2 separate regions of the Rattus norvegicus genome follow, and region 1 is linked to region 2. The links are chromatin contacts, called in public Hi-C maps. All regions are on one chromosome and are shown on one strand. Each heading gives the region's core, a stretch centred on a gene start, on an enhancer-like site or on the middle of the called end of the contact. The rest is flanking DNA. Distances are from core to core; before and after follow the strand shown.

Region 1 (3,345 bases), core at 728-3,227, 100 kb before region 2:
GATGGCACAAGGACCCTCTGGCCTACGTATTTCCAGGGAAGTGGGAGTAGGAAGGAAGTAGGATTTGGCTTAATTGAGGGTAGTAAATGTTCAGAAGTTGGCAGAAAATACAGTCATTGTTTTGGAGAAGTTTGGCCATAAAGAAGAAATAACTTGGAGCAAAGTAAGCTTAAATATTTATTTATTCATATTTTAAATTAATATATGCTTGGTGCATGAATGTATGTATATGCACCTCACACATGCCTGCCCGTGGGGGCCAGAAGAGGGCATTAGATTCCCCGAACTGGAGTTAGAAGCAATTTTGAGGTGCCATGTGAGTACAGGGGACTGACCCCAGGTCCCCCGCAAGAACAGTGAGTGCTCTTAATTGCTAAACTATCTCTCTAGCCTGAAGTTTTAAAATGGAAATATCTTGTCTGTATTTTATTAGTTGTGCTTCTACTCTCCTTAAGAAGTTAAACACACAAGAAATGGCCGCAGCAGATGAAGCCATATTCTCCCAGGATAGCGCTTCATTTGCTGTACTCATTAGTCTGTGGAATACTTTTTGTTTGGTTATTTGTTTGTTTGTTTGTTTGTTTGTTTATTTATTTTTAAATAGGTTCTGACTATTTAGCCTGTGCTGGCCTGGAACTCAGAATCTAGTCTCAGCCTCCGGAAGCCTGGGATTACAAACTGCGCCACTGGGTGGGATCTTCTTCCACAGACCATTTGGCTTTTTAGCACAACCCACAGAGGCTTCTGCATCCCCGGTACCTGCAACTTAGCGACAGGGCAGAAGAATACTGAAGTGGCCTGGCACAGAAGAGCTCCGGTGACAGAGTGAGGAGGGCGTCTCTTCTGGGTGCCACCTTTTCTCTGTGACGTGAGGAAATGAAAGAGTTCGTGGCGTAGGAAAGGTTTGGGTTGTCTCGGTTAATGGGAAAGTTGGGGGGACCGGAGAGACGGCTCTGCATTTAAGATTGCATTGGCTCCTGTTTGGTTCCCAGCATCCACACTGGTGCTCAAAACTACTTGTAACTGTAGCTTTAAAAGACATCCCTCTGTCGGCATGCACATGGGCATATCGCTTCCCACCCCTTACACACAGTGCACACGGACACATGCCTTAAAGTGATAGAAAGAAATCTTTAAAAAAAAAAAAAAAAGAGCGGAAAAGTGAGCCTTCTACAGACAGAATTGCTGTAACCTGAAATCCAGGTGAGAGGCCATGACTTAACAATAGTCTAATCCACGTCTGCGTGCATCCTTCCCCAGCAGTGAAATTGGAAGGTCCCGATAGATATGATCAGGGGTAGTGTAGAAATGGGTTCGTGGGAAGGAATGGCAGGAAGTGATTGAGCGGTGTGCAAGGAGCTGGACTTCAGGGTCAAAGGGGCAGAGGTGGAAGATCTTTAAAGAGTAGCCACTCCCACCTCCTTGAACGCGGGGCGCCCCCTGGCGGCGGCGGGTGAAGAAGACCAGCGCATGCGTGGAAAACACAGCGCTCCCTGATCGCACTGAGTTCAGAGAGACAGAGAAACAGCTTTATTAACGAGCCCGGACCCCCACATGGTGGAAGCAGAGAACGACCTCCTGCAAGTTGTCCTTTGAACTTCACATATGCACCGTGGCAGAGCCTTCCCCTACCCCCATGAAAAAGATAATTTAAAAACGTAAAACCAAGCTGGCGGTTGGGCGTGGCAGGCTTTCTTTCTCACTTTCTTTTTTAACGACCAGCTGACCCTTTGCAAAAAGGGACATGTTATACGGCTTTTCAAAGAGTCATGTGGATGCCTCCGATTTCATTGCCTCGGAAAGTGCAGGTTCTGGAGTGTGGGCTCTTTATAGCTGAAGAAAAGGCAAAGATCAAAGTTTCTGCGTCACTTAAAAGTGACTTACATGGTTAGAGTTTGGGGCAAGCACTGTGGCCTCGCATAACTGTGACCTTCTGGTAACGTGAGTAGCGGGAGTGCCTAGGACGCCCGTGCATTCCTGGATAACTTTAGGGTGAGCTTGGTCTATAAAAAGGAGGCTCCGCTGGGCAGCTAAGCCTTGAGTGACATAGCAGGCAGGAGGGGTTTGGGGAGAAAGGATAGGGTTGAGTCACGGGGGAGGGGAAAGGCATGTTTGCGCTTTCAGTCCAGCAGCAGGTGAGGAATTTGACCCCAGCGCTCAACCCTACATAGCAGCCATCCCTCAGAAATATAGGAGGAAGTAACTCTGGTTCAATGCTCTCTCGCTCTCTCTCTCTCTCTCTCTCTCTCTCTCTCTCTCTCTCTCTCTCTCTCTCTCGTCTCTGTCCTGGAACTCTCTATGTAGACCAGAAACCAGGCTAACCTACCTTGGACTACTTCTGTTACGGAAAAGGCAACACATTATCCTTACTAGAATAGATGTCTGTTATGATTACGGATTTTCCTTTCCTGCATGTAACGCTTCTATACGAACTACCGTCCATGGACTTACAGGATGCCTCGGCCACTCCTATGTTATTCCACACAGCATTGCTTCTGACCCAAGAACTCACTTCACAGCCAAAGAGGAGCAACAGTGGACCCATGCTCATGGAACTCACTGCTCTTGCCACGTACCCCACCATCTTGAAGCAGCTGGCCCAATAAAGCAATGGAACGGTCTTTTAAAAACAGTTCCAGAGCCAACTAGGCAGCAGTAGCCTGCAGGGCTGGGGCAGGGTTCTCCAGAAGGCAGTAGTACATGATCTGAATCAGCATCGGAGTAAGTGGTACTGTTTCTCCCATAGGATTCACAGGTCCAGGACTCAGGAGTCCGAGATGGGAATAGTTTCAGTCACTCTCGCCCCTAGTGACTCACTAGCATAAAGTCGCTTCCCGTTTTCACAACCTGGAAGCTTAGGTTCCAAAAGAAAATGTGCTTCTTCCAGGAGGCAAAGCAAAGATTCCACTAAATTGGAAGGTTAAGGCTTCCTCCTAGGGCTGGAGAGATGGCTCAGTGGTTAAGAGTGCCCTCTGCCCTTCCAAAGATTTTGAATTCACTTCCCAGTTACCACATGATGGCTCACGACCATTTATAATGGGATCTGATGCCCTCTTCTGCCGTGCTACTAGGACACTAATATACACCAATAAGTAAATAATACTTAAAAAAAAAAAAAAGACTTCCTCCTTACCACTGTGAGCTCCTGATGCTTGAGTTAGGCTACTAAGAGTTACAGCTTAGGCTGACAAACAAGTTACAGGTTAGTAGGGGTGATGGATCCAGACCACTAAGAGAAACTAGGCTGCTTTTCCACAACAGGGGTAAGGGAAAGTACCTTTGGAATTCAGGAAATCCTTTAGACATCCCATGGTATCACGTGTCTTGTTATTAAGATCAACGGAA
Region 2 (3,289 bases), core at 620-3,119:
AGAATTCATGCAAATATAAAGTAGTAAGAGGACCATAGTGCATTTGGAGGGGTACATCTGGCAATTCTGCAGGATTATATGCTGTGTGTTTGTATATGATGGAGTGGGCACAGGTTAAAGGTCAGTTCTCCACATTTACCACAGGCTCTATGGATTAAACTTCAGTTGTTGAGTTTGTGTGGCAAGCTTTTTTCCTCCATGAACCATCTTGCCAGCCAAACTTAGGTTTTTTTTTTTCTAGATAGGTATCCCTTTGTATCTAGGCTGGCCTGGATCCTCTCGAGTGCTAGGATTGCAATGTGTGCCTGGCTAGCTCAGTATCTTTCAAAGAATTATCAATTTTCAGATCAGAAAATATACATATATTAGATCAACATTACCTGACAAAAACTACCCATTACTTACGGTGAAGCGGCCCATGAATAGACACTAATAATTTATTGTGGAACTTGTTGCAAAAGAAACTAGAATGTCACATAGTGAGAGCCAGACATGGTATCAGCTATTGTATGCTAGCTTTGTATTTCCAGGGGTTGGAAGGCCAAGGCCAGTCTGGGCTACAAAAGGGCTGACAGAGCAGGTCTCCGAGCAACTGTTACTAACCAAATTCATTACTGAAACATTTTTACAATTTCTTGAACTTGGAAGCTCAGGAAAATGTTGGTTGGGGCTTCCCTGGAGTTGGCCCTTGAATGATATTTGTGTCTTTTTTTTTTTTCTTTTTTTCTTTATTTCCGGAGCTGGGGATCTAACCCAGGGCCTTGTGCTTGCTAGGCAAGCGCTCTACCACTGAGCTAAATCCCCAATCCCTCATTTGTGTCTTAATGCTCTCACATGCATCAAAAATCATACTTGGATATGGGTATACTCATCTTCCATTTGGAATTTTGCCTTCTTGCCATCCTGTCCTTTCATAACTCTTCAGGTTTGATTCAAAACCTCACTCATTCTTGAGAGGGACTGCTTTGCTGTGAACTCTAGTAGATAATCCTCTCCTCCCGTTCAGCCCTTTTATTGTTGTCTTATTGTAACTGGCCTCCTTGGGTTCCAAAATAAGATTAGCTAATTCTTTAGGACAGAGACTTCATCTGACAGGCCCTCGAATTCTGTACAGCAAGCTTAAAATTGATGGTGACATTTGCACCGCATATTAGGGATGGCTGGAATTTAAAACAGATTTGGGAAAATAAGACTGCAGGACTAGGGAGGTCTTATTTAAAGTTAATGTGAGTGGTATTTTTCGTTACTTGAACGGTTTCCGGTTTTGGTCTTTCGGTTCTAAATTTAATCCCTACGTTTATATTATAGAAAGATTTCAACGTTAGACTTAAATACTCTTCGTTCCGCAACAGTCAGTGATAAAATCAGCGCAAACAGCTATAGTATTTAGACGTTAGGTTTCATGAAGAGCTCTTTCATAAAAGGAATCTAAGATATATAACAATTTCAACAAGAATTAGGGACTTGGTAGCCGAATCTGCGCAAACAGTATTTTAAACCTTCAAGAACTAATAGTATGCCTACAAATTTCAGTTCGGATTATCTGACAGTTATGGTGACAAGTTGAGAGACAATTTCGGGCTTTTCCCAGGGAGTCCCCTTTAAGTACCCAAGTTTCTGGCAGCAACGGTGCTAAGAATGCTGTGTAAAGTAATCCACCACTGAGGGTTGGAGCGCTGTTAAGGATGGTTTTTGTAGTGGCCTTTTAGGGAGCACAGAGCCTGCTGTTGCCGCTCTGCGACTTCAGCTTGGTTTCCCTGGAAAACCTGCTTGTGGGCGAGGCAGGCAGGCGCCTAGCTGCGCCCAGCGCGTCCCGGAGAGCTGTCCGGGGTCCGCGAGCCCCTTTCCCCGCCCACCCAGCGGATCGGGTGGCGCATGCGCAGAGCCGGGCCGGAGAGTTGTCGGCTGGGAAATGGCGGCCGCGGGCTTGGTGGCTGTGGTAGCGGCTGCGGAGTACTCTGGCCCAGTGGGGTCCGGGGGAAACCTCTCCGGTGCTAACTGTGGACCGAGCCCTGGGTTGGGCCCGGGTTCTTGGAGCCGCTCGGTCGACCGAGCCCTGGAAGAGGCGGCGGTCACTGGGGTGCTGAGCTTGAGCGGCCGGAAACTGAGGGAGTTTCCCCGGGGAGCGGCCAACCACGACCTGACGGACACCACCCGGGCCGGTGAGCGGGGCGCGGGCACCCCGGCTACCCGGGACCGAAGGGGTGGCGGCGAGGGGCGTGTGGCGACTGGCCCGAGGCTCCTAGGGTAACGGGAACGGCTGGCCGTACGGCGCACCCTCCCGGCCTGGCCAGACCCGGAGCCTGGGGTGCGGCGGAGCGCAGCAGCATCTCGGAAGCCGGCTAGGGGCAACTGACGGGTGATCTTTCTTGAATCGCTCGGAAATTCCGGCGTCAGTGTCCATCCCGTAGACGTTTGCTTTACCCCAGTGTGTGCAGGCCACTTTGGATTTGAGATGCCAAATTGACTTTGCTAAGAGTTGGAGCGTGGCAAGCACGTTCTTCCACCGTAGTATGGGTGACACTGGGTGCTGCATTGTCAAAGGACCCAGGTCCGCCTTACCGAAAAGTACTTGTAAAAATAGGCCATGTTTAGGTGCTCAGAACTTTGGTCTTCCATTCTTACTCCCCCCCTCCAGACCCCCGCCAAGAAAACATGAAAGGAAGAAAAATGTAGTGGGATATTGTCTACCACATCTATATTTGCTTTTCCCTTTAAAAACATTTCTGCGCCTTATATTGTTTAAGACAGGAAAGAGAATGGGAATTAAGTATTATTTGGTTTCCTTAGTTGTGGGAAACAATGTATGGTGACTGAGGTATTCAACATGCTATAATGTGTGTTCCTCTTGTGTTTTAAATATAGTTTCCGCAGGGAGTAGATTAAGAATTGAGTCCTTTTATTTTACATAAATACAAGGGGAGGGGTCCCTTCCGAAGCGGTTTGAGTATTTTGTGTTTATGTAGTGAGTGTATAGTATACATTGTTTCATCGTCATCTGCTTAATTTTAAAATGTTAGAGTTAATACTGTTTCTTAAGTAGTCAGCAAAGATTGGTAATTATTACTTATAATCACTAATGTTGAAAAAAGAAATAGAGCTGGTCTGGTAAGATGGCTCAGTGAGTAACGGGGGGCTTGCTGCTGACAGACCTGCCAGACAGCCCAAGTTTGATCCCCAGAACCTACATAATGGAAGGAAAGAACTGACTCTTGCAGCTTGTCTTCTGCCTTACACACACACACACACACACACACACACACACACACACACTGTAAAATGTGGGGAG

Evidence for each region. A called contact is a pair of places that touch in the nucleus more often than the background predicts.
Region 1: a contact with region 2 is called in a Hi-C map of liver, with 2.0 times the contacts expected there. The contact joins the enhancer-like site here to the promoter of Lrch3 in region 2. A contact is called at or near these places in 4 of 12 Hi-C or Micro-C datasets (the A7r5 cell line, the Rat2 cell line, kidney and 1 more).

What each region holds. Positions count from the first base shown.
Region 1 is chr11:81,476,008-81,479,352 of GRCr8, reverse strand. No RefSeq gene overlaps it. Among named protein-coding and RNA genes, the nearest start is that of Muc20, 15 kb to the left of the region's middle. Within about 2 kb of position 1,977, at least 13 of the 93 cell types and tissues checked have an H3K27ac peak or open chromatin away from gene starts, as enhancers often do. A contact at or near this core is called in the A7r5 cell line and liver, where this site is marked.
Region 2 is chr11:81,375,917-81,379,205 of GRCr8, reverse strand. It overlaps Lrch3 (leucine rich repeats and calponin homology domain containing 3), which reads left to right and starts at 1,869. Exons shown (of 21, transcript NM_001371837.2): 1 at 1,869-2,162. The coding sequence starts at 1,913.